7 separate regions of the Mus musculus genome follow, and regions 1, 2, 3, 4, 5 and 6 are each linked to region 7. The links are chromatin contacts, called in public Hi-C, HiChIP or PLAC-seq and promoter capture Hi-C maps. All regions are on one chromosome and are shown on one strand. The core of a region is the stretch at or near the end of the contact, and the rest is flanking DNA. Distances in the headings are between cores, read along the strand shown.

Region 1 (3,853 bases), core at 897-3,396, 300 kb after region 7:
AGAACAGTGCCATTCACACATCGGAGTGTTCTCGATTCAGTCCTCTCTAGAAACACCCTCACAGACACACCCAGAAGCGTGCCTCACTAATCTCCCAGGTTATTCTAAATCCAGTCAAGTTGACAGTGTGATTTTCACAAAGCTGATAAAAACACACAATGGTAAGTGTCCCTTAGTAAAGGGGTTCCTGGAAGAAGGACTGAGTGGCTCAGTGGGTACAGGTGCTTGCTCAATAATTTCAACAAGTAGATGCCAGTCAATGTCAAAGCCATTTGAAAACAATAGACCAGAGAAAGCAGTTCTCCCTCCCTCTCTCCTTCCCTCCTTTCTTTCTCTTGCCTCTGAAACATCTTTATTTGGAAGTACTCCCTAATTTTGACAGGTCCTCCCCACAGGCTAACAAGTACACTGCCCCAAAGGCTTATTCTACCTGCCATGTATCAAACCTGTCAACAAAATCCCCTTTATGAAGGGAAGAGCCTTTTGGAGGTGTGATCTGCTTGGTGAGTAGCTGCAGCAGGCTGGATAGCTCTACTCTCACCCAGAGCCCCCTTGGAGATGAAGAGCCATGGACTCAGTTTTCAGGGCTCCTTACAGACAGGAGTCTCTCTGAGACACAGGCTCTGCCAAGCACGTGCACACTGTGACTCAGATGAAGGAAGAGCACTCTGTGAGATGGCTTATGCATGGGGAATGGTGTCAGAGGAAGCTGACCTCCTTATCTCCAGATAGCATGGCATAGTTCTTGGACATGGCTTGGACACTGTCATCAGAGCAGACCCTAGATGCAGAGTCTGTTCCTCCTCATCTTAATGAGCCCACATGTCACTAAATGTTCCTTCACACACATTGTTCTGCTCAAGCCAGCCAGGGTAGACACATTGCCTGAAACTAAGAACCCTCTGAGATAGGACAAAGGTTGAGGCCTGAAGGGCCAGGGGGCCAGTTATGTGGAGCTTCCACAGACTAGTGCAACCCTTGAGGCCAAGAAAGAGATTGTTGCTTTTTAAAACACCAAAAGCCAAATGGGGGGAGGTAGGAAAAGAGGAAGAATCCAGGCAGCACAGGTAGGGGCTGGGGGAAGCAGGAAGCCACAGGGCCTTCTTCATGGTACAGGCAAATGGTGCCCAATCCAGAAATGATCTGCCTTGTGGCCAGTGGCATTGTTCCGACTCTCTGTGTCAGTTCTTCAGTGCACTCTGTTTGATCTTCTCACAGGTATGTGTATGTGTGTGTGTGTGTGAGAGAGAGAGAGAGAGACAGACAGACAGACAGACAGACAGAGAGACAGACAGAGAGAGACAGAGAGACAGACAGAGAGAGACAGACAGAGAGACAGAGACTACTTTAGATGAGTTTGTAATAACAACCATGAGAGTGAAGCCCACTGAGGTCTGAGGTTCTGGGAAGGCTTTGTGGCCAACCGGGCCAGTTGGGTGGGGGTGGGGGAGGGGAGGAGTGAGGAGGGTCCCTTAATATATACCCCCACCCCCAGCCCAGTTCTCAAAAGGACAAGGTTCCACATGACATTTGGGTCATCGTGTCAGAAGTGTCACAATGTCCATTTCCCAAGTGAGAAATCCAGCCGTTTTGGTCAGATTCACCTGATGTCAAGTCCGAGCTCCAACACTGTCATCTGACACCCACTCATGATAACACCCCATCAGTTTGGTTGTAAAGCCAAATGGCAGTTCCCAGAAAAAGTATAAAAGAGACATAACATACCTGACAAGAAGCCTGGTAAGGGAGGAGCGATCCATTGGCTCAGGTTTGAGGGGAGACGATCCGAAGTTAACTGAGCACAGAAGCCTTCAGTAATGACCATGAACAGCTCTGTTCAGTCTTTGTGCTCATCTACAGTGAATACTTTAACTGCTGAGCCATCAATAGTCTCTTTATGAGTCTTAAAAGCATGTCAAGGTATGGATTATTTTTTCTCTAACAGATTACATATGAAGATTTCTGTATCTTGTATTTAAGTTTATCATCAGAACTCTCATAATTGGGTAAACAGAACACCAAGAAGAGCTTCTGGTCTTCCCAGGCTCGTGCATGCTGCTCGCTTGAAAACTACAATTCCCAGGATTCTGTGAGCCGAAGAGGTGATCCTGGCCGAGGTCCGAGAGGCGGGTCCCAAGGCCCGCGCACGCGCCCGGGTTCCGGAGTTTGAGCTCGCCAGCAGGGCAAGCACACTAGGAACACCTGCGACACCCTGTCGGCAGGTGGGCAGCGCGGGCATCTGTGGCGCAGCTGGGCCCCGGGCTCGGAGCGGACGGGGCACAGAGCCCGGCTTCAGGTGAGGCGCTAGGCCGGGCCGGGCCGGGCTTGGTGCCCGACCCTGGACTGCAGGGGAGGCCGGCGGGCTTGCCGGACCCAGGGCGGTAGACGCCGCCTGCAGCAGGCGCCGAGGTGGGAGGGGTGGGCCTGAACCGCCCGGCCCCCGATGGCGCACTGGACCGTTCGGCTGGAGCCTTCACTGCCTCTGACCGCGGGGACGCACATGCTCGTGCCTGGGAAAGAATGGTGCACATTTGGCACAGGTGGCGTGGAGCAAGGAGAGATGAGCAGTGGGGGCCTGGGCTGCGCCAGCTGCGTTTGAAGCGGTGCCTGGGTCGGCCTGTTGCTGACCTTTAGGCAGTTGGGGCTCCGTAGAGAACCACCCGGATGGACGGACAGTCGGAGTTAGGAGTTTGTCTGCTTGACAATGGCGGGGGGGTGGGGGTGGGGGCGGCTACTGACGGACGACCCTGATGGACTTGCCTATAGGAACCCGTTTTCTCATCGTTAGTGGGAATCCGGGGTAAAAGTTTGGGACCTTCCACCAGAATCACGCTGCAGGTTGTGAGCAGCCAGTATCCTCTGACCTTATGCCAACCAGCCCCGAGCCTGTTGGTGTAGATGGTTTTAGGCTTATGGGACATGTGAATATTAGCACAATTCATTTACCATGTGTGGACTGTTCCAGGCACTGGGAAAATCTTGGCTCCTTTACCGGCCATGTCCCCATAAGTAACTCATTCACTTTCTCTGGTCCCTTCCTTCATCCTCTGTAAGACAGAGTGAAAAAAGACCTTCTTTGAAGAATTGCTGTGAGGCTTCCATGAGGTAATGCTGGCAAAGCTTTCTGTCTGGGTTCTGAACACATCAAATGTTAGCATGCACGACCACCAACTCTATAGACAAGGTTGGAGTTCTGGTTCCGGGTCCTGTCTTTTCCACAGACTAGCTGCTCTCAGGCTTTTAGGATCAGCCGGCCCTTTCACATGAAGGATCCGAGTTCCAAGTGGTGACAGAGTTAGAAGAGAACTGGATACTTTATCCTCAGAGGTGAGAGCTGAGAGCCCCTGGGGGCCTTGGAAAGGGAGGGAGCTGGTGAGTGGATTCACCCTGGTGGAGCATCATCCTGGTGTGCTGGACTGTCAGGGCCGTCAGGGTTGGTTTGTTTGCTAAGGATGAATCCAAAGCCTCCTGCGTGCTGAGCAAACATTCTGCTACACCCGTTCACTCTCTACTCTTTGCTTTGATTCACGGTCTCAGTAAGTCCTAGACACACCTAAGCTATGATCTTCCTGCTTCATCCTCCCCAGTAGCTGGGACAGCAGGCCTGTGACATCAGCCCAAGCTGACGACATGCTTCTAACCAACCTTGGACTTCTGGCTGGCAAGTTCTTGCTTTCAGAAATAGCAGTAATAAGCAAAGGCTTCTAGAGAGCCAGAATATTAAATTACTCAACACTCTGTTCCCCAGAGGCCTTGTCAGTCACCTCAGCATGGTTGTCTGGAGGGACACTCTCCCTCAGGAGATGCTAAAATGATCCCCAGGGCTTTTCAAGTTGGGTGAGAGATATGGCAG
Region 2 (3,803 bases), core at 299-2,798, 320 kb after region 7:
GGGTCATAAAGGAGAACACACAATGCTGGATTTGAAGTTGATGAAGTTGTTGAAGCCTAATGTTGGGTCCCCATTTGTGATGTGGAAAAGGGAAAGAGGATGGTGGTGTCCACAAAAGCTGAATCAGGTTTTAGGCCCTGCTGGCTGAGCAGCAGCTGATGACAGGCATAGACCATGTGGTCACCACCCATGCTTGGTGCAGCCTCCACAGTCACAGGGTGATGGGCCTCAATTCTCTGGAACCCTTTCCATCAGCCTTACCTAACAAGACTAAGACCAAAGCAAGTGATCCATGATGGGCATGATGAGCAAAGCAAGCGATCCCTGATAAGCATGATGGGGATCCCTTGATCCCTGTGAGTGACTCACCCTTGCCGATCTTCCAGGAGGCAGGGCAGTATCCCAGAGAGGGTGTGGGCTATTTGGGCCAGCACACTGATCAGATGTACCCAGACTTCCTGCCCAGGAGCCCCCTTCCCACTGAATCATGTCTGCTAGCCTTACCAACAGGTTTCTTAGACTGTCAGTCACAGAGTGCAGATGGACCCAGGGCCCCCTGACCATACACTCTCCCTCCTGCCCTGATTCCTCAGATCCTAGAGGAGAATCACATAGGCAGAGGGTATATTTAAAGCGGGGCAAGAGTTCCAGGGACACACTGACCAGAGGTTCCCCTCAGGAGGTGCAAGCTTTTCCCAGCTCCCTCAGTGCAGTAGGCCCAAAGCCCAGAGTGCAGTGTGGAGTAAGGACTTTGGTGATATGACCACATGCAGGCCTAGCATCTGCAGAGCAATGGTGTATGGTTAGGGTGTTGTGGTGGTGGTTGTTGTTTTGCCAACCTGACACAAACTAGGGTCATTTTGGAAGAGGGACCCTCAATTGAGAAAATGTCTCTATCAGACTGGCCTATAGGTGAGTCTATGGCAAAATCTTCTTGATTAATGATAGATGTAAGTTGGGCCCCGCCCACTATGGGTGGTCCCACCTCCAGGCAGGTCATCCTGTTGTATAAGGAACTAGGCTGGGGAAGCCATGGGGAGCAAGCTGGTAGGCAGCATTCTGCCATGTCCTCTGCTTCAGGTTCCAGCTTTGAATTCCTGCCCTGACTGCCCTGCATGATGGACTGTCAGCTGTAAGACTGAACAAACCCTTTCCTTTCCAAGCTGATTTCTGTCGTGGTGTTTGTTGCAGTAATAGAAAGCAAATTAGGACAGGCTAGCAGAAACCCTGCCTGCTCTGGCCCATGCTCTGCCCTCCCTCAACACACAGTCGGAGCCAGCAGAGGCCTCTGCGCCTGCCAAGCCCTCCCTGACCATGTCTCGGGCTGCTCCATCCAGATTTCTCGTTATGCAGCATTTATTTGCCAACCAGCATAACACGGGCAACACTGGCCTTCTAAAATGTATGCCCACCTAGATGCCTGGCAGAAAGAGCGTGCCCGCTGAGGTGCCAGGTTGATTATTCTGCCACGCTGTCTGCTTTGTTTCCCCATCAGCTCCAGCAGCAGCTCACATTCCTTCAGGACTTGGCCCTTCCTCCACTCTTTGAAAAAAATGAGAAGTCATCCAAAGAAATGATGATTCCATGTGGTTCCAGAACACAGAGCCAGCCCGGCTGTGCTGCAAACTGTAATTCAACCTGGAGCGTTTGGTTAATGAAGGCCCTAAAAGCTCAGGCTGTGTAGGTGCCACGCTGGGAGCTTTACCCAGTACAGCACACTGGGTCCCTCAAGGCAGCCAAGAGGGACCCCCATTCCAATTATGAAGAGGACAGTGAGTTATCCATGGAGGGAGACTGGCTACTGTGCTGAAGGCCACATTGCTACAAATGGCGATCCCTGGATTTGAAGCCAGGAAGACTGGCTCTGACCATGAGGACAGGCCATGTGGCAGGCATATATTCTCTGGCATTCAGGGCTATAATTTCTTGGATGGGAAAATAGATGACTGAAATAAAACAAGTAAGTAATTTAAACAGTCTGACCCCAGGACCCAGAATGCATTTGACACAAGTTGAGACGTAGTGAGGTCTCTGAACACAAGAATGAAAGAATGAAGCATGAAGAATGACCACAGGGTCCCAAAGAAGGCCTGAGGACCACAGTGTCCCCAAGGAGGCCCGAGGACCCAGGGTCACCAAGGAGGCCCAAGGACCCAGGGTCCCCAAGGAGACCTGAAGACACAGGTTCACCAAGAAGGCCTGAGGATCATGGGGTCCCCAAGAAGGCCTGAGGTCACAGAGTCTTCAAGAAAGCCTGAGGTCACAGAGTCCCCAAGGAGGCCTGTAGTCACTGGCTGGCCCATCATACCCACCACCTGGTTTCAGGAAAGGCCTGGCTCTATTACATCCCAAGCAGAATATCTGGGTGGGACAAGACACTGCAGTTGGCCAAAGAAGGCCACAGGCCCATCTGACAGAGTTGGAAGGCCAGGCAGGGGTGCAGCACAGGGTGTGGGTGGCCCTATTCCTCTGACTAGACTCAGCTGGCTTCTGGGCCAAGCCAGACGGATTTCAGAAGAAATGTCTGGTATTATTTTGGCCCACACCCTTTAGCTGGGACCCTCCTTGATTTCTTTTCTACTTGGCAGCCCAAGTGTCCCAATATTTGCTGGGAGTGAGATTCACTCTTTCTTTCATAGGAACATTACCTTTCTCAGAGAGTAAATTCCTCATGGATCAGGGCCCCCACCCACCCACACACATGCACATATACATAGGCACACACATGCACATGTGTATACATATGCACATATACATAGGCACACACATGCACATGTACATAGGCACACAATGCACATGTGTATACATATGCACATATACATGCATACATCCATGCACATGTGTATACATATGCACATATACATAGGCACACACATGCACATGTGTATACATATGCACATATACATGCATACATCCATTCACATGTGTATACATATGCACACATACATGCATACACCCATGCACATGTGTATACATATGCACACATACATGCATACACACATGCACATGTGTATACATATGCACACATACATGCATACACACATGCACATGTGTATACATATGCACATATACATGCATACACACACAAAATTTAAAACAAATAAGCCAACAAATGCACTCGGCGCGCTGGCGCGTGCTTCTTCATGTAATACCGGGGAAGGGGCTGGATCTCCAGGATCACCTGCCTGCCAGGAAAGCCTAGGTGGCCAGCTCCAGGCCGATACATTCAACAGGCACCTGAGGAATGCAACTTCAAAAGTTGGCAACCCCTGACCTCAGCATGTCCGCGCCCTGTCCAACTGCCCATGCGCATATGGGTGGAGGATATCATGAAGTTAGTAGAGGAGAGTAACAAGATGACCACATAGAAATCACACACAGCCCCTCCATAGCCAATGAGAAGCCATCATGGATGGATGCTGGAAGGAAAGGTCCTGTCTTTGATGGCCACAGGGAGATGAGATGTCCAGGAACAGCTAATGACAAAAGTGAAGGAAGACCAAGTCTTAGGGTCACTGGGGGGAAGGGTTCATCTAGCTTACCCTCGTAACTAACAGTCCATCACTGAGGGGAGTCAGGGCAGGAACCTGGAAGGAGCAGCTTATGCAGGGGTCATGGAAGATGCTGCTTCCTGGCTTGCTTCTCATGGCTTGCTCCACCTTCTTTCTCATAGAATCCAATACCCCGGCAGCTCACTGTGGCCTGGGCCCTCCCCCATCAACCACTAATCAAGAAAACACTTGACAAGAAGATCTCATAGAGACATTTTCTCTGTTGAGGTTCCCTTTTTTCAGATGACACTA
Region 3 (3,673 bases), core at 85-2,584, 340 kb after region 7:
TGAGAGCAGAGACCACTAACACCCCTCAGAGTACATGGCTGTGGGTCATAATTTTTGAATGGGAGACTTGTTCCTAAACCAGGATTCCAGCAGCACCTCAGCTCGTACCCTGCACCTCCAGCCATGCCTCCTCTCAGACACAAGAGTTCCTACTCATGTGGAGCTTTGCAGGAAACTTGTAAGGTTGTAGAGATGCCAGGAGCAAATCCAGGCCTCAGGACCGAGCCCCAGCCCTCACTGGTCAGGGCCCCCACAGTGGCACAACTGCTCCCATGTTGACCTACTTCCTGCAAAGGTCGGCTGAGTTCCTGGGCCATAGGTCAACTTCCCATGAAACACCTCTGGGGAGTTCCCATCTGCAACCCCACCCCGAAACCTGGAGAGAAAGGGACCCCTTAGGGAGTCACAGAGCAGGCAATGGCACTCCAACACACTCCACACACCCTGGTACCTGGGCTGCAGGTTTTCTGTCAGCGGCAAGAGCACATCAATGTGCCCTAAGGTTTATATCAGTACCTCAGCTAACGCCACAAGGGCAGGTTTTCACATTCTTGTTTTCCTCTCTTAGTGTCTGTGAGGTTGGAAAAGAATCAAGTCCACAGGTCCTAGACTTTATCAGTGACTCCTCAGGCATCCCCATGACCACTCTGTCCAGCAGGCAGAGGCGGTGGGGCAGTAAGACTTTAACTCAAAGGTGATACAAGGCATTTTTTTTAAAGCATCAATACACCACTTAGCCATAAGAACACCATGAAATTTACACATCTTTGAGAAGGAAGGAGGTGACTTGAAAGGGTTAGGGTTAGGGTCCTCGCCCATCGTCTGCCTTGGGTGCTCAAAGGAGTCCTTTACACTCCTACAGGCATTTTGTCTAGATAACTCTTCATCTACACGTGAGGGGTCCTTGAGGAAGACTCTCCAGTCCAGGGCACAAATGAAAGTCACTGTGACCCCATGAAAAAGCTTGAGGTATAACTGTGGCCTGGGATGCCACCTGTGCAACTCATGCGAGGCTTCAAGGCTGCCTGCCCTGGCACCCACCTGTACCCACCGCCCTGTTCAGCAGCTCCTACCATGTCCCCACGGTACTGCAGCAGGTTCCTGGGCTCAGCCTACTGGCAGACTCATCCCTGGAGCCCAGACTTTCCAGGCAGGGTTGGGATTAGGTCCACACCTTTCCCCGCCACCAGATTGCAGGGCAGGACACAACACAGGATGCTCCGCATGTGAGTCTACGTGTGAGTCTGCAGAGTCCTGTGGCACACAAGCCTCCTCCAGCCGCTGGGGACCTTTCCAGAGTTTGCACAGCCCCAGCCTAGCAGCGCAGCCCAGCCTCCCCAGTCCCCAGAAAGCACAGAAGGGGGAGGCCCCTTTCATAATAAAAGCCCTACCCACTTCTGGCCAACAGAAGCTGCCTGGAGTGAGGTCTCTGGTGCTAGGAAGGAAAGAGTCTCACTCCCGCCCCCTCCCCCCCACACACACACACTCACCATTCCCCCACCCGTACCCCCACTGGGTTCAGCGCCTGGGCTGGGCTCAGAGGAGCCCCAATCGCGCCTCTAAGGTGTTTGGGTGCAACTCATGGGGCCGCCCGGACGATGATTCCCTATACTGGCCCTCTCCTCTGCAAAACCTCAGGAAGACCAGTCTGCCACTGGCACCTCTCCAGTTTCTTTGGGCACAGTGCCCAAGGGCGGTTTGGGAGGCAAATATCCATTAACCACTGAAGGTCATTAACAATAGCAGAACCTCATTCAGGGGCCAGAGTAAGGAATCAATACTCGATACTGCTCTGGCTGTAGATAGTTTTTTTGTGTCTGCACTGGGCTTGCTATCTGTGGTGCAGGATCCTGCTGGCCTCACTGCTAACAGCTGGTGGCTGCCAAGGAGAACCTAGACTTCTGAAAAGACTGCTCCTAAGAAGTCTCATACTTGGAACTTAGAATTCTTTTTTTTTTCAATTTTTATTAGGTATTTTCTTCATTTACATTTCAAATGCTGTCCTGAAAGTCCCCTATACCCCGCCCACCCGCCCACCCACCCCCACCCCACCCCCTCTCTCCTACCCACCCACTCCTACTTCTTGGCCCTGGTGTTGCCCTGTACTGGGGCATATAAAGTTTGCAAGACCAAGGGGCCTCTCTTCCCAATGATGGCCGACCAGGCCATCTTCTGCTACATATGCAGCTAGAGACACGAGCTCTGGGGGTACTGGTTAGTCCATATTGTTGTTCCACCTATAGGGTTGCAGACCCTTTAGCTCCTGGGGTATTCTCTAGCTCCTCCATTGGGGGCCCCGTGTTCCATCCAGTAGCTGACTGTGAGCATCCACTTCTGTGTTTGTCAGGCACCTGCATAGCCTCACAAGAGACAGCTATATCAGGGTCCTTTCAGCAAAATCTTGCTGACATATGCAATGGTGTCTACGTTTGGAGGCTGATTATGGGATGGATCCCCAGGTGCGGCAGTCTCTAGATGGTCAAGTTTGGAGCTAAGATGAAAGGATGGAACTTAGAATTCTTATAGGGAGGTAGACAATGGTTGGAGGTTAGGGCAGAGTGGACAGTAGGACAGAAGCTTGGAACCAAACTGAAAATAACCTCCCGGGATTTAAACTTTTAGGGTCACCACTAGAGAAGATGAGCCACCCTCAGGCTCCCCAAGAGTCACCTTCCCCAGATGGATCAACAACTATCAGATTATTGCTGATAGGGGTCACAGGAGCACTGCAGAATGCTGTGCCAAAAGCAGTCAGCCCTGAATGCTTTCTGTACATTGTAGCATTGAATCACCACAAACAATGCCTTGGAGCAAATTTACAGGAAAGGAAACACTGTTGGGAAGTCAAAACCAGGAAGCCACTCTACAGCTTAAAGTCTCAGTCTACCTGCTAGAACGTGAAAACGTGGAGCTAATGGGAAACAGGGCTGGGCAGGGGCGCTGCTAATTGCAGTCTGAACGTAGATAGAATCCTAGAAGGGCTGGCAACCCAGGAGCTGGAAGAATAATGCCAAAAGAAGCACAGGACAGGGCAACCACCCAGTGTTCGCTCAAGTGTTTAAGAGTTGGATTTGGTTTTGAATCTCTTTGTCTCTCCACATTAGATATACAAGTGTGCCATGACCCTCTACATAAACATATGTGGATATATTTAAGGAAACATGACTTTGATGGTTAATTTTTTGGATTTATGTATGTTGTGTTATACATGTCTGCCTTTGTGTATGCTATGCACCATGTGTCTGCAGTGCTTATGGAGGACAGATGTCAGATCTCTGAAATCGGAGTTACAGGAGGTTGTGGGCTGTCGTGAGGGTTCTGGGAATCAAACCTAGGTCCTCTGCAAGAAAAGTCAGTGTTCTTAGATCCTGAGCCATCTCTGCAGCCCGGCATGATTAATTTTAATCAACTTGATATAATCTAGAAGCACCTGGGAAGAATTCTCAGTGATGGGGTTGTCTGTATCAGGCTGGCCTGCGGGCATGCCTGTGAAGTATCATCTTAATTGTACCGAGTTAGGAAGCCCCACATTGAGTGGGCAGCACTGTTTCACTGGCTAGAGTTGTGGACTGAATAAAATGGAGTCAGTTGAGCACTAACAGGAACGCTGTCACGGCTCTTCCCTTGACTCTGTAGATAGGATGTGACTAGCTACAAGCTCCGGCTGGCTTAG
Region 4 (3,781 bases), core at 783-3,282, 280 kb after region 7:
TTTAGAGTCTTCATCTAAAAATTCAATGTATGACTTCTGTAGTACTCTCCATTGATCATGTGCCCCCTCCCGAATTTACCATATTTTAATGTTTCTTTGTTTGTCTCATGAAACACTGGAGTAGGTAATACAATGTGGAGCAACGGCAACTACACAGATCCTTCCACTTTCAGAGCTCCTTTTAAAACATTTATTTTTTATTACATGTGTTGGGTGTTTTGCCTGCATGCATATATGTGTACATGTGCACCGGCAGAGGCCAGGAGAGGGCATTACATCCATGGAAGTGTAGTTAGAGTCGGGAACTGAACTCAGGTCCTCTGTATGAGCAGCCAGTGCCCTTAACCACTGAGCCGTCTTTCTAGGGCTTCTTATTGCTACTGCTGATTTTGTGGCTGCTGCTGCTGTCTGTGTCTTGTGGCCCCAGTAGATTACTGAGGTAGTCTGTACTTCCTGTAGTGAAGGCCACAGGAGATTCTGCTGGCTCCACTCAGCTGTCAGCTAATGAGACAGTGATTGCTTTGAGTGTGGTGAGCCCGCAGGTCCTTTATAGTTGTCCAGAGGCTCTGTGTGGCCTGAGGTGTGTCTTTTGCTTAAGCTTTCCCCTTTTGCTTGTGAAAAGTTTCATAGAAACATATGGCTTACACACATACACTCACTCACTTACTCACTCACTCACAGACACACTCATACTCACACACAAATACACACACTCACATTCACACTCTTATACACACTCATATACACATACACACATTCATTCACACACACACTCTTTCTCTCTCTCTCTCTTTCTTACACACACACAGACACACACACACACACACTCACATACAGAGGCATGGCACCTTTCTGCAAATCATGACTTTTTAGATCCCCAGATGATGTCAAAGCTTTTTCTTCATCATAAATTTTTGGCCAACCTTGTTTGTATCAATGTTTTCCCATGTAACTTTATAAATATTATTTCTAATAATGTTATTAGATTTTTATATTAAATTTTAATTTGTATGTGTTTTGCCCATGTGTATGTATGTGCGCTGCTGTCATGCCTGGTCCACGCACAGGTCAGGAGAGGACAATGGGTCCCCAGACCTTGAGTTGAGATGGTTATGAATCCCCATGGTGCTTTCTGACACTCGGAACCCAGTCAGGTTCCGCACCAACACAGATGTTGGCTCTCTGCTCTCAGCGTCTTCCTTCTATCGTGAGGGGCTTCCATCCACCTCTGTAACTCTGTTTAAAATAAAGGATATGCCAAAGTGTCTGCAAATGTGTTCTTATTTAAAACCAAGCAGAGATGACTTTGATGTGTTTGACGCTGACGGCTCAAAGTGAGCCTGCTTTGCTCTCTCTTTTGGTTGATGAGACAGATCCCCTTTCTCTTCCTCGCACTATACCGGCTCTTGCTGCAAGAAGGAATTCACACAAAACATCTCAACCTGGCTTTCTTCTGATACTCACGGAGGCATCGCAGGCTGACACTTGCCCTTCTCCTCTGTGATTCTAAGACCTGGGGTCAGTGAGTGACTGTGCATGGAGAAACACCTACAGATAGACTCGGGTGGGACCCATGGAGGTGTCATTTTAACAGTACAAAAGAGCCAAGGTTCTCTTCCTCAGTGCAGCCCTTCTCAGACCACACACAGCAGGAGAGCCAGATGCCGCACCTCTGCCAAGTCTCCACGCTGCTTGGCAAGGAGCGTGGCCAGCAGCCAATGGGGCAAGGGGCAGAGGGGAGAACATTCTGAGTCGGCTTTACAGAGTCACAGTTTCAACTTAGTCAAAAGTGGACTCTTTAATAATATAGAGCCTTTAAGCAGCCAAAGGCTTAAAGTCTAGCATAAAGCAGATTCTCACAGCTGGAAGGTAAATCCCCAGAAGACAGCCCTCACCATGGAAACGCTGACACAGCCTTCCAGTCCCTCTCGGGAATTAAACCCCTCATTTCAATGTTTTTCTTTATTTTGAGCTGGAATCACATACAAGTCTAGGAATGCAACTCGTTCTGATAGGAAACTAAATGCTGCCCCCTGTCAGGACCCAGAGGGAAGTGTCCTCTCACTACAATAGTGCACAGTCAGGTTTAGACAATCATGGACCCAGGAAAGAAAATCCTGCAAGGTTTTTCCCTGGGAAAAATGAAGAAGGGAAGGGAAAGGAAGGGAGAGGAGGGGGAGGGAGGGGAGGGAAAGAGAGGAGAAGGGGAAGGGGAAGAGAGAAAGGGAAGGGGAGGGGAGGGAAGAGAAAGGGGGAAGGAAGGGAGAGAAGGAAGGGGAGGAGAGGGAGAGAAAAAGAAGAAAAGGGAAGGGAAGGGAGGGGAGGGGAGGGGAGAGGAGAGAAGGAAAAGAAGAAGGGAACCGGAGGGGAAAAAAAGGAAGAAGAGGGGAGACATGATATTAAAAGAACAGCCACTGTGAGCAACTGGGGCTGAGTCCTTGGAGGAATTCTGGAAGCAGCGTAGGCTCCTTCCATAAAAACCCCACAAGAGGAGTTTCCAGAGTATGCTTTGCTGAGAAGCAGCCCAGAGAGTGAAACTCAGAACAGAGGTTAGAGGTTAGAGGTTAGAGGTTAGAGGTTAGAGGTTAGAGGTTAGAGGTTAGAGGTTAGAGGTTAGAGGGGAGGCTGGTAATGTCACCCAAAGGTCAGAGGACACAGCAACAGAAGGGCTCTGGGCAGGGAAGGGATCCAGCTGACTTTGCTGAGGTCGTCTTAAGCTCCTCTTGTCAAGCACCCAGCATCCCACAGCTCTTGCCTGGTATTGGTTCTTTCCCGACTTACCTTCGTGAATCTTAATACGCTGTTATTTGTGATGGAAGAGCATAGCATGTAAAAGAATCAGAAAGCTTATGTCCTAGTTTGCTTTCTGTGGCTGTTATAAAACACTGACCAAAATCAACTTGATTTTGGAAAGAAACTTGAAAAGGAGAGAAAAATGTTTATTCCATCTTACAATCCCAGCTAACGTGTCATCAGGAAGCCAGGCGCTCAGGGCAGGACCTGAAGCGGAGACCACAGGGGATGCTGTGTACTGACTTCCTCCATAAGCTCATGAAGATTTGAGCTCTCAGTGGCCTCCCCTAGCCCAAGGCTCTGAAATGGCCTATCACGACGATACCCCACTCTCTGATACCAATTTCTGTCCCAGTTTGCTTTTTGTTGCTGGGATAAAATATGGATAAAAAGTAAACAGGAGGGAAAAGGGTTTGTTTGCCTTACAGGTTATATCCAGTCCACCAGACCAGGGAAGAAATTGAAGCAGGGCCCATGGAGAAATGATTGCTTACTGGCTTGCTCTCTATGGATTTCTCGGCTGCTTTTCACACAGCCCAGACCTAACTGCATAGGGATGGCACTGCCCACTGTGCTGGACCCTCTCACCCCAACTAGCAATCAAGAAATTGCCCACAGACAAGCCAAAGGCACCTGCCTTTGATGGAGGCAATTCCTCAACAAAGTTCCTTCTTCCCAGGTGACTCTAGTTTGTGTCAAGTTGTCAAAAATTAACTAGTGCAACCTCAAATAAGCAGAAAGCCCGTGCAACCTCAAACAAGCAGAGAAGGAAGCAGAGTCCCAGAGGCACAACTCCTGTGCCTTTGGTCCTGTGTGTGCCATCCCTTTGTAAGGACTTCATGATCAGGGTCAACCTATGTTTCCTGAACGGCACTGTTCTGTGACTCCTCATTCTAAGTAGCAGGTTTTATAAACACACACACACACACACACACACACACACACACACACACACACTTTATCTAACAAAGGCCAAAGAATCTTGAAT
Region 5 (3,733 bases), core at 367-2,866, 400 kb after region 7:
TGTGTACCACATGTGTGCCTGATGGCCACAGAGGCCATAAGAGGGTGTCAGATCCTCTGGAACTATAGTTACAGACAGTAGTAAGCTACCATTTGAGTTCCAGGAACTGAACCTGGGACGTCCAGAAGTGCCTTTAACCACTAAGCCATCTCCCTCTCCAGCCTCAAAATGTTAAGTGGGTTCTGGACCAGTGAAAGACCCTGTCTCAAAAAAAAAAAAAAAAAAGCCTAAAAAAAATGACACCGAGGTTGACCTCTGACCTCCACAAGCACACGCATACACAAATAAATAAAAGTAAAATGTCCAGTGTAGAATGTACTATATAGACACAAGAAAAGTTGGAGATGATGCTAAGTCCATAGTCCTCTCTGTTCGTGCCCAGAGCCCCGTCTGCAGCCACAGTTGGTCCTCAGCGTGATAGGACCTCTCCACCCACCCACACTCCCTGAGTCTGAATTCCTCAGGGGTTCCTGGCTTCATTGAAATGCCTGGTGCTGATAACCTCCCAGGGAGCAGCCATGATCCCAGCACAACCCTCCACATGGGAGAGCAGGCACTCGCAGGGTTTCCAGCCTCTTCCCTGTTTTTGTTTGTTTGTTTGCTTTGTTTTGTTTTGTTTTTTAAACCTCCTCCTTGCCATTTTCCTGAGTTTAAAACGAATCACCTTTATCATCCCTAGAGATAGAAAACGACTAAAGCACTTTCCCAGATGGCTACCCACTCCTCTGAGCCATAGGTTTCTCACCTGGAAAAGACCTTGCCTGGGACTGCTGAGCCATACAAGCCTCTCACCTTCTGTTCAAACCTAAGCTTCATGTCAGGACCCCAAAGATGAACTGGGGAGTGAGTCACTGGACCCCTTTACTCTGCCCCTTCCAGTGTAGCCACATTTGAATAAATCTATCTCTGCTTTTTACTCCTGCCTTCCTACCTGCCATACCGGGAAATGGAGTCTGAGCCTGGCTTAGTAGGACTGTCAAAACCCAGTTTTTTTGCCTCTAATTCCAGCAAGAAGACAGAGTGAGCTGGGCTGTGGTGGCACACGCCTTTAATCCTAGCACTTGGGAGGCAGAGGCAGGCAGATTTCGGAGTTTGAGGACAGCCTGGTCTACAAAGTAAGTTCCAAAACAGCTAGGGTTATTCAGAGAAACCCTTTCTCAAAAAACCAAAAAATAAAAAAGAAAGAAAGAAAGAAAAGAAGGAGGAGGAGGAGGAGGAGGAGAAGGAGAAGGAGAAGGCAACGACGATGACGACGATGATGACAGAGTGAATCGCAGCCCTGGGTGAGAGGCCATGGACCCTATCTGACCCTTGGAATTCACAATGCAGGGTCCCAAAGAAGGGGAGGGGGCTCTCCCTGGAGAGGAAATCGCTCCATGCCTCCCTCTCCCAGTACCCAGGTCCTGGGTACCGGGACCACTGTAGACGCCGAGCAGCACCACCCTCCCCAAGGGCTGCCAGACCTACCAGAGCCAGACTGTTTGCCCCAGGACATCCGCCGGAGTCTGAGAGGGCCCAGTGGCTGTTGTCTCTTCTTCAGGGACGTGCAGAGTGAGCAGGAGTCTCAGGACACACATCCTGGTTTCCTGGGGTTGGGGAAGTCGCTCTTCCCTGGTAAGTCCTCCCATCCGCTGCACTGAGCCAAGCTCTAATGACTCCCACCCCAGGAAGGAGTGCCCCAAGAGCAGTCCAATAACCCTGGAAAGCACAGTCCTCTATGTCCCAGCAGTGAGCCAAGCAAGCTAACTCAACCTTGCAGCTTTCTGGACACCTAGCTGATCTTCTGCACTCTACCCAGCATTCACCTTTGTCTGTCTAGGCCCCCTCAGTGGGATTCCCCACTGTGCTGTGTCTGTGCACACGGGTCAGCAAAGTGGCAGCCTCGTCTCCCAGGCTCCCTGCCCTATCCTTCCTCTCCCTTCTTCCACCATCTCAAGGTGGCTCTGCCAGCTGTTTTGTTATCTGCTCCCTCAACCAACTGGGGAACTCGCCTGCAATGAATGAATGCATGCATGCATGCATGCATGGATGGATGGATGGATGGATGGATGGATGGACCAGTGTGGGTGGGTGTGCAATATGCTGCTGGCTGTACACTCAGCAGTCTTCGGCTGACTCCTCTCTCCTGTGGTCCAGGCCACCAAGCCATGTGTCAGTGCTCTGTTTGGCAAATGCTTTGCCTTCAAAGGAGCCATAATACCTGGTAGTGCCAGAATGACTGCCCTGCTGATCACTTGGAGCTTGCCATGCACCAAGCCCACACTCCACAGTTAACACCTTAGAAGTGACTGATGTCTTCGTTGGTTGGTTGATTGGTTGGTTGGTTGGTTGGTTGGTTGGTTGGTTGGTTAATCGTCCAGACAGTCTCACATAGCCAAAGCTGTCCTCCTGCTTCCAACTCATTAATACTGGGCATATGTGTGTGCCACCACACCATATTTATGTTCTTTTATAGAAAGAATATCACTTTGTAGTCCAGTGACCTCAGACTTGGTATGTAGCTCAGGCTGCCATTTGAATTTACCATCCACCTGCCCCTGAGGTTACAGGCCCATGTCAGCACTGGGCTTAGGGCGGCTTTGGTCCTTCAGACAAGAGAAGTGAACATGAACTTAGATATTTGTCTTTCTCTTGAGTCCACAGACTATCAGACTGGAGGGCAAGACCTGATGGGTTTTCTCTCAGACAGAGGAGGACCAGACCTTTCATGACGCTAAACACCAGTTATCAGAGAATAAGGCTCAGGGAGTGTTCCACAAGAGCCCAGAGCCTGCTTCCCTCCCAGGGATCAGCTAAAGTTCTAGGGCCTCACCCACCCCTCTCTTTGCTTATTTTAAACCTAATTTTAGAAGCAGCATCCATATATAGAAGTCAGCTAGCTTTCGCAAATGCTGGTGTCGCATAAACACAGCAAGAGAGCTAATGACTGTAAAAGAACACTGACCCAGACTATCACCTAACCAATACGTGTCACAGTTTGGATGTGGTTTGTACATGCCCCATATTATATTCTGCATATTTAGTCCCCAGGGCGGCTGTGGAAAGGAGAAGGAGGGACCTTAAGAAATAGGTCTCAGGGGAGGCAGTGACCTTAGAAGGCTTTGGTGCTGGAAGGTTTCAAGCATGGGCTGTTACTGAATCAGTTCAGTTGTCTGGGCTCTTGCTCCTGCTTCCTGCCTGGCCATCTGATAAGTTCTCAGTACTTTCATGCCATCTGCCTTGAAGCCGCTCACCAGAGTGGGTCAGATGCTGGCCCCACACACTTGAACCCTCTGAACACTAAGCTAAGTCAACTTATTTCCTTTTTAAAAAATAATGTGTGTATGTTTGTGTGTGTGTATGTGTGTATATGTGTATATATGTGTGTGTATGTGTGTGCATGTATATGTATGTATGTGTGTTTGTGTGTGATGTGTTTGTGTGTATATGTGTGTATGTATGTGTGTGTATGTGTGTATGTATGTGTGTGTATGTGTGTATGTATGTGTGTATATGTGTGTATGTTTGTATATAAGTATGTGTTTATGTGTGCATTTGTGTGTGTATATGTGTGTATGTATGGGTGTGTATGTGAGTATGTATGTGTGTATATGGGTGTGTTTGTATATGTGTTCATGTGTGTGTTTGTGTGTGTATGTGTGTATATGTGTGTCTGTATGTGTATTGTGTGTTTGTATGTGTATGTGTGTGTATGTGCATGTGCATGTGCATATGTGTATGTGTGCAGGTGAGG
Region 6 (3,378 bases), core at 336-2,835, 510 kb before region 7:
CTACCTGCTTCTGCCTCTGGAGTACTGGGATTAAAAGCATGCACCCTCTCACCCAGAGACCAGGATTTAAAAAAAAAAAAATGCTTTTAGGCTTTCTACTTAGAGTAGGGAACCAAGTAAACAACCAGAGCAAAACCAGGAGACAGTATTAGACATATCAATGATAACAAGTTCCATTTGTTTGTTTTTGGAGACAAAGTTTCTCTGTGTAACACCCCTAGCTGTCCTGGACCTCATTCTGTAGACCATGCTGGCCTTGAACTCACAGAGATCCAACTGTCTCTGCCTCCTGTTGCCTCCCATTGCTGGGATTAATGACACTCCACCATCGCCTGGCTAGATAACAAATTCTTTAGCTTTCCTTTTGTATCTTGCTGGAGAGTTAAATCATAACTACAAACTCTACAGTTTCAAGAAGGATTCAGGCACTTCTGGCCCAGCCTGACCTAATATATACAGGCACTGGTGCTACTCCAAGGTCCAATTACACCCACTGAACCCTAAGATCTGGCACAAGAGAAAAAATTACGACAAAAACTCTTCGGACCTGCTGTTGCCCCCTCAAACCATTTTCATCTTATAGGTTAGTGTAGGGCATGTCTTCTGGGCCTTTCCATTATGAGGGATCAGGTTTTTCAGAGAGTACCCACTCTAGCACTGCAATTTCCCTGAGCTTAAAACTCCTTCATCAACACTAAGCCAAGGGATGGCAGGCATCTCCAGTTCCTTTTCAGTAGGCCATCTGTAGACAAATCTAACCAACCAACCAGCCAACCAAACTTTGACACCTTTTTAAAACTATATGAACTCCACATTAAATCTGGAATCTCCAATCGGTGGTCTCAAACTGATAAAATTCAGCCTGATCCTGTTTCCTTTTACCATTATCCTACAATCTTAAACCCATTCGCACACACACATTCCACAGATGTCTTGAATGAATTAGCACACTCCTTAAGCTCTTTAGTGGTGAAGTGCACTTGAGTAATCTACGCCTCAGACTCCCCTCTGAGAGTCTACTTAGCCATAAGTTTGATTACAGGTCTAGAGGTGAATGGACAGGTCCGCAACTTGGGGTGCAGCTCCTCCCAGGGCCCCACCAGCCTCAAGGCTCTCCCAGCAGCAGCCTAAACCCAGCTCCCATCTGACAGCCTCGCCTACGCCTCAGCACGCACAGGCCAAGGCCTGTGTGGCAAGTGTGGAGTCCCTGGGCAACTTTCGCTCTGCAGGGAGCTCCTGACAGGTCTGGCCCACTGTCTCAGAGGCCTGGGTTCGTGCTTGGACGCCCCGACACTTGGAGCCGGCAGGCCGCACGAACCATGCTCATTGGCTAAGGCGGACCGACCTTCCTCCTAGAACGCCTGCGCAAGGCCGGCAAGCGGCTCCCAGCCAGGACGTCGGCTCTCAGCGGCCTCCCACCCCGCTTCAAAGCGGTGTCCTTACCCCGCTATCTGCGGGTTTCCGAAGGCAGCTTCGGGAGACACAAGCCGGTTCTTCCGGCCGACTAGGTCTGAGGGAGAAAGATGATTGGCAGGCAGGTGGGAGGACGATAAGCAAAGGTAAAGGAGTAGCGGGAGGCAGGGGCGGGGCCAAAGCGCGCACGCGCAGCCCCTGGTGGGGAGGGGGGAAGGGGCGGAGCTATGCAAGGCGCTCTGGTGACGCAGTTCTTGCTGAGCAGCCGTTGGTAGTCTTGGTAGGCTTCCCAGATGCAGCTGAGTGTGAAAGATCCGGTTCCTCTGGCTTACATTTCCCACTTGACTTTTCCTCAATCTAATCTATTTGAGATAGTTTAATTATTTGGGACAGTGGCTCACACTGTAACCCACGCTGGCCTTGAACTTGCGGCAATTCTCCTGCTTCAGCCTCCTACGTGCTTTGATTACAGGCATGACACATCGCGACTCCTTACTAGGCTGTTTTTAAACGTTCAGTGTACTCAGCATGGGCTTTTTACTGCTTTATTGGACGTCTGTAACTGATCTCCAGACCTGCAAATGATGGAATATAAACTGCTTTTCGCTTTGCTACCTCTTGGCTTGGTCAACCAGCAAGAAGCCATCCCACCCCTTCTCTCAGATCTTCATTCTCCTGAAGACGACCTTGCGGCCCACATCGTGTCCTTTGTCTGCAGGAGCATAGTTTACAATTGCCCACCTGTCTCTGAGGCAGTGTGTGCGCCACATGTCACGCAAGCTTAAGAGTGCTGGGACTCAATTTTCCTGCCCTTGTGAGACTGTAGATTTAAGGACACTGCCTCTACCCATTTTGAGAACTCCTTTAAATACTTGTCCCATTTATTACCCTATTTAGGGCTTTTCCCCTCTAGACGACTTGAATTTGTGGCGTACAGTACTATTTAGAGTGAGGACTATGTTAAAGAGAATAGGCTACAGATACTGAAGGTGGTTTCTGAAGGAGTTTTTGTTTTTTGTTTTGAGACGGGATTTCTCCGTGTAGTCCTGTAGACAAGGCTGGCCTTGAAGAGAGATCTGCTGGCCTCTGCCTCCTGAGTGCTGGGATCAAAGGCATGGGCCACCACCACCTGACAACTTCTGAAGTTTTAACTTCTTAGTGTTTTGGGACAATCCTTGTTAGATATTTATATTTTGGCACATTTGTTTAAAATATTTTCATTAGCAATGTCCTTAGTCACATATTATCATAAAGCATACAGTACTGTGCTGCCAGGTCGACCAACAGATGAAAGTGTTTGCTATCAGACCCTCCAGCCTGACCACTGTGGTTTGATTACCGTAACTAGATGGAGGTGGAAGGAAAGAACAGATTCCAAAAACGCTGTCCTGCAAAAATCCACATGGATGTGTGCTCCTCCCACAACGTACACGTAATAGTCATATGAGACCCACTGAAAGGGAGCTGTTAGGAGGGTAACTTAGACATTTGGTGGGGTGCCCTGGATCTTTGTGTTTTCAGTCTGTGCTGCTGCTTTATGTTAACTTCACACATGCTAGAGTCCTTAGAGAAGAGGGAGCCGCGATGGAGAAAACACCTCTGGAGATCACACTGCAGGAAAGCATTTTCTTAGTGACTGATGTAAGAGGTCCCAGCCCACTGTGAGTGGTGCCATCCATGGGCTGGTGGTCCTGGGTTCTAGAAAACAACCCTGAGATTCCACCTCGCAACAGTCTGAATGGCTAAGATCAAAAATTCAGGTGACAGCAGATGCTGGGGAGGATGTGGAGAAAGAGGAACACTCCTCCACTGCTGGTGGGATTGCAAGCTGGTAGAACCACTCTAGAAATCAGTTTGGCTGTTCCTCAGAAAACTGGACATAGTACTACTGGAGGACCCAGCTATACCACTCCTGGGTATATACCTAGAAGATGCTCCAGCATGTAATAAGGATACATGCTCCAC
Region 7 (3,414 bases), core at 135-2,634:
CAGAAGAATACTGCTGCTTACTGCCTGCTCTTTTAAACAGCCAGGTTCCACCCTCTTAGGATGGTACCACCCATAGTGTGCTGGGCCCTCCCACATCATCAAGAGAATGCTCCTCCCTACCCCCCCTCCCCCCCAACACACAAGCTCAAAGGCCAGTCTGATGGAGGCTGTTCCTTAATGTGATTTCCTCTCAGGCAACTATTGGTGTGTCAGGTTCACAAAAACTAAGTGGCATGGCACCATGACTCAGGCTCACATCTTGTACTTTGCTTTGAGATGGAGATTCACTACATTGCTCAGGCTGGTCTCTAGTTCCTCAGTTCAAGTGATCTTCCAGCCTCAGTCTGCTGAGTATCTGAGACTACAAAAGTGTGGGCCACCAACACAGCTTAACTAAATTTTGTTAATTCAGCTGTGATAAGATTACTCCCAAGAGGGCTGGGATAATCTCTTCCCTAGGATGCACAAGGCCCTGGGTTTAATCTCCAGTATAAAGACTATCTGAGCAAAAAGGATTTAATAGATATTCCATTAAAATGATTGTTTTTCAAAAAATTTCAAACATTTCCAATCAGATACCAAAGAATGAAGTTATATGCAAGGATGAATGTAAGTTCAGGGGCTGAGAAAATTGGAACTCTCCAACTGAAACCCACAAGTCTCCTGAGTCGTCAATTGACTCTAATTGTTAAAGTTCTGAAAGATTTGCCTTGGTTTTCAGAGAGAAGAGAGCTTCAGAATTCTGCTGAAAACCAGCCAAGAATTGCTCCTTAAGGCAGAGAGGGGGCTAGGAGGACAACCTCCAAACCGGAACACCCCCAGGGGTTGGGGTGAAGGCCTTGTCCCCTGGAGGAAGGCAAAAACTGGAAGGGTGTGGAGGGTGGAGGCTAGACGGTAGAGGGTAGAGGTGGGCAGGTGTCTGGATTCTGGTCTAAGAGATTAAGAAAAGGAAAGCGTAAGGAGCCTTATCCTTTCCCTTCCATTCCCTACCCAGCAAAGCCAAGACCCAGCCCGCACCCATACCACCACGAGGACCGCTAGCGAGGCCCCACCCCTCCGGATGAGGCTCCCTTTCTGCCGTGAGTGACAGCAACCCAAGCCCCACCCCACTCGCCACAGCCCCGCCTTTAACATGTCTCTCTACAACGACAGCTGATGAGGCCACGCCCATGCAGCACCACCACATCCCACCAAAATGAGAACCTTCATGGCCCCGCCCCTTCCGTCGCGGCCCCACCCCTCTCCCGAGGGTCAGCCAGTGAAGCTTCACTCTGACACCTCCGCCCCCCTTCCTCGGGACTTACAACTGTTAAGGCACCGCCCCTTTCACGGTGATCCCGCCCCCCACGCCGAGTGACAGCCGGAAGGCCCCGCCCCTCCCGGTCGTTGACGCCTCCTGTCGGCCAAGGCGCCACGCCCCGGTCGTGTATCCAGTCCGCCTTAGCGCCGCGGGCCTGGTTCTCCCCGCTCCCGCGGTCCCCGAGGACGCCGCGTGGGCGGCCGGTGAGTGGGGAGGGGCGCAGTCCGTGTGGTGGGCCCGCTGGGGATGCTCCCCCCCCGCGACAGGGAAAGAGCCACGGAAGCACTGGTCAGGGCTGGAGATCCGCAAGGGTGTGAAAGCCGGCGGAGGCAGGGGGATGTCGGCCGGCTCTGGATTTGCGTCAGGCCTGGAGCAGGGCCGTCTCTGACTGACCATGGGATCCCGGGGTGTCGGGCTGCTCTGATTGACACTTCGGGGAAGGTGCCCGGTAGCCTTGATTGTGTCACACCTCGCGGTCTCTCTAGGGTTGTGAACAGATCCGGTCTGAGGTTTCTGACCGGGCCCATTGTGCGCTTTCCGTGATAGGTGTCGCATGACTCCAGTGAAGGGTGCAGAGCCCTGTCCCTACCCGAAACCCTGTTTGTTCTTTCCCATAGCTGAGGCGGTGCGTAGACGGTCTGACTGAAGTCTCTTCAAGTTTGTTCCCACTCCACAGTTGAATCGCAATCCCTTAAACCCTGATGTTGTAATCGAATCCCGGCAGTTTTAAAAGTTTCAGGTGCACTGTGAGTGGCCTGGTTTCCATTTAAAGTCACAGTAACCTTAGAGGACTAGATATTTCTAAGGACTCTTTCTGTCTTTAAACAATTTTAAATGCAACCGTGCATCCCTTAACCAGGGTAAACTGGGAGGGAGATGCTTGCTGTTTACCTGGCATGAACGTCCGAGGGCACTCACACAGACAAAGAGGCTGTGACTTTACTAGGCATATAGTTTTGTTTTCTGGGGTTTTTTTGTTTTGGTTTGCTTTGGTTTGGTTTTTGGTTTTTAAAAATTTTTGTCTGTGCGTTCGTGTTATTGTGAGTGCAGGCAAACGGATACACACAGGCTTGTACAGGACAGAGGACACAGGTGTGGGCCCTTGCCTCCCACCGTGTTTGAGATAGGATGTCTTTGTGTCTTTTCATTTTTGCTGCTGTGCTGCCTGTTCCAGGCCATTCAGCCCTATGGCTTCTTAGGGTTTTACTGTCTCTGTCTCCCATATCACCTGGAGTTGGGATTACAGAAGCACTCTACTGCGTGCTGGAGTCCAAATTTAGGTCCTCTTGATGAGAAATGAGAGATGCAGAATATCAGACAGGCATAGACAAGGCCTGGTAAACTGTAACGAGTGTGCATTTGGATAGACTGTAGTGTGGTTGCGTGTGCGTGTGTGTATGAGTGTGTAAAGAGGAAAACTAGAAAGGTTGGAACACAGAAAAGAGGATAAAGTTGAGAATATAAATGCCCTGTAGGAATGCTCAGAACCCTATGACCTCTAGTAGCATTTTGTTTTTCTTCCTAATTTGTATATTTAAAAGTGTTTTTTTTTTTTTTTACATATTATTGTATGTGTGCATGTGGGTTTACACATACCATGGAATGTGTGTAGGGATCAGAGGTCAAATTCTGGGAGTCAATTCTCTCCTTTTGTGTATATAAATACACATATAATTAATGGGGTAGTATTCTAATATTAATTTGTGACTTTTTCCAACTTAACATTTTCTCATTTATCATTTTCCTTGATCACTAAATATTCACACTGAACAACCAGCTACTTCTTTCTAAAATAATAATAGTATTTCAGCTATGTGTTTAATACATGCATGCTTGGAGGTGAAGAATTAGGGCTGATCAAGGCAAGTATATTAGTAAGTGTTTAAATGCCATCTATGCTACATTGAGCTAGTCCCTCACAGTATATACATGGGTTGTCTGTAGCTCTCTGCATTTTTACACAGTAACACCTGCTTTTGGAAGATGCCAGCTCAGAATGCTGTTTGTCCTGGTTGTTTTTTGTTTTTATTTTTGTTTTTTTTTTTTTGTTTTTTTTTTTGTAGTTGTTGTTTTCAACTTGACACAAACTATCCTCATCTGAACAAATCCCTCCA

What was found. Promoter capture Hi-C pulls out the DNA fragments that hold promoters and counts their contacts. Hi-C and Micro-C count contacts between places; a contact is called where the count stands out from the background. HiChIP or PLAC-seq counts read pairs in DNA pulled down with a chosen protein or histone mark. Capture Hi-C pulls out chosen DNA fragments and counts their contacts.
Region 1: a promoter capture Hi-C map of adipose tissue shows a contact between it and region 7. The contact joins the promoter of Pomgnt2 here to the promoter of Ano10 in region 7. A contact is called at or near these places in 5 of 39 promoter capture datasets (the C10 cell line, cranial neural crest, hippocampal neurons and 2 more), 3 of 484 Hi-C or Micro-C datasets (cortical neurons, embryonic stem cells and forebrain), 5 of 115 datasets of contacts at active chromatin or transcription factors (the NIH/3T3 cell line, embryonic forebrain, forebrain and 2 more) and 2 of 9 other capture datasets (adipose tissue and liver).
Region 2: a contact with region 7 is called in an H3K4me3 HiChIP or PLAC-seq map of forebrain, with 4 times the contacts expected there. The contact joins the enhancer-like site here to the promoter of Ano10 in region 7. A contact is called at or near these places in 1 of 39 promoter capture datasets (hippocampal neurons), 1 of 484 Hi-C or Micro-C datasets (cortical neurons), 1 of 115 datasets of contacts at active chromatin or transcription factors (forebrain) and 2 of 9 other capture datasets (liver and pancreatic islet).
Region 3: a contact with region 7 is called in a FOXA1 HiChIP or PLAC-seq map of pancreatic cancer cells. The contact joins the promoter of Gask1a here to the promoter of Ano10 in region 7. A contact is called at or near these places in 3 of 39 promoter capture datasets (the SN4741 cell line, cranial neural crest and hippocampal neurons), 1 of 484 Hi-C or Micro-C datasets (cortical neurons) and 2 of 115 datasets of contacts at active chromatin or transcription factors (embryonic forebrain and pancreatic cancer cells).
Region 4: a contact with region 7 is called in an H3K4me3 HiChIP or PLAC-seq map of bone marrow-derived macrophages, with 4 times the contacts expected there. The contact joins the enhancer-like site here to the promoter of Ano10 in region 7. A contact is called at or near these places in 7 of 39 promoter capture datasets (the 3T3-L1 cell line, the C10 cell line, the HPC-7 cell line and 3 more), 1 of 15 datasets of contacts at CTCF or cohesin (the NIH/3T3 cell line), 9 of 484 Hi-C or Micro-C datasets (3T3-L1-derived adipocytes, the G1E-ER4 cell line, bone marrow-derived macrophages and 6 more) and 9 of 115 datasets of contacts at active chromatin or transcription factors (the 230-238 cell line, astrocytes, bone marrow-derived macrophages and 6 more).
Region 5: a contact with region 7 is called in a promoter capture Hi-C map of stem cell-derived epiblast-like cells, with 2.3 times the contacts expected there. The contact joins the promoter of Ackr2 here to the promoter of Ano10 in region 7.
Region 6: a contact with region 7 is called in a Hi-C map of CD8 T cells, with 5 times the contacts expected there. The contact joins the promoter of Tcaim here to the promoter of Ano10 in region 7. A contact is called at or near these places in 3 of 39 promoter capture datasets (hippocampal neurons, maxillary cranial neural crest and neural stem cells), 1 of 484 Hi-C or Micro-C datasets (CD8 T cells) and 2 of 115 datasets of contacts at active chromatin or transcription factors (astrocytes and extraembryonic endoderm stem cells).

What each region holds. Positions count from the first base shown.
Region 1 is chr9:121,994,319-121,998,171 of GRCm38.p6, reverse strand. It overlaps Pomgnt2 (protein O-linked mannose beta 1,4-N-acetylglucosaminyltransferase 2), which reads left to right and starts at 2,146. Exons shown (of 2, transcript NM_153540.4): 1 at 2,146-2,296. It overlaps Gm39463 (a long non-coding RNA gene), which reads right to left and starts at 2,186. Exons shown (of 2, transcript XR_871388.3): 1 at 1,726-2,186.
Region 2 is chr9:121,972,011-121,975,813 of GRCm38.p6, reverse strand. All of the region lies in intron 2 of Gask1a (golgi associated kinase 1A), which reads right to left. Among named protein-coding and RNA genes, the nearest start is that of Gm39463, 22 kb to the left of the region's middle. Within about 2 kb of position 1,548, at least 32 of the 459 cell types and tissues checked have an H3K27ac peak or open chromatin away from gene starts, as enhancers often do. A contact at or near this core is called in cortical neurons, forebrain and hippocampal neurons, where this site is marked.
Region 3 is chr9:121,948,649-121,952,321 of GRCm38.p6, reverse strand. It overlaps Gask1a (golgi associated kinase 1A), which reads right to left and starts at 1,334. Exons shown (of 5, transcript NM_177743.5): 1 at 1,175-1,334.
Region 4 is chr9:122,017,127-122,020,907 of GRCm38.p6, reverse strand. No RefSeq gene overlaps it. Among named protein-coding and RNA genes, the nearest start is that of Pomgnt2, 23 kb to the right of the region's middle. Within about 2 kb of position 2,032, at least 82 of the 459 cell types and tissues checked have an H3K27ac peak or open chromatin away from gene starts, as enhancers often do. A contact at or near this core is called in 3T3-L1-derived adipocytes and astrocytes, where this site is marked.
Region 5 is chr9:121,896,238-121,899,970 of GRCm38.p6, reverse strand. Ackr2 (atypical chemokine receptor 2) reads right to left here and starts at 1,616. Exons shown (of 4, transcript NM_001276719.1): 1 at 1,468-1,616.
Region 6 is chr9:122,803,754-122,807,131 of GRCm38.p6, reverse strand. Tcaim (T cell activation inhibitor, mitochondrial) reads right to left here and starts at 1,585. Exons shown (of 11, transcript NM_001013405.2): 1 at 1,444-1,585.
Region 7 is chr9:122,292,393-122,295,806 of GRCm38.p6, reverse strand. Ano10 (anoctamin 10) reads left to right here and starts at 1,384. Exons shown (of 13, transcript NM_133979.3): 1 at 1,384-1,503.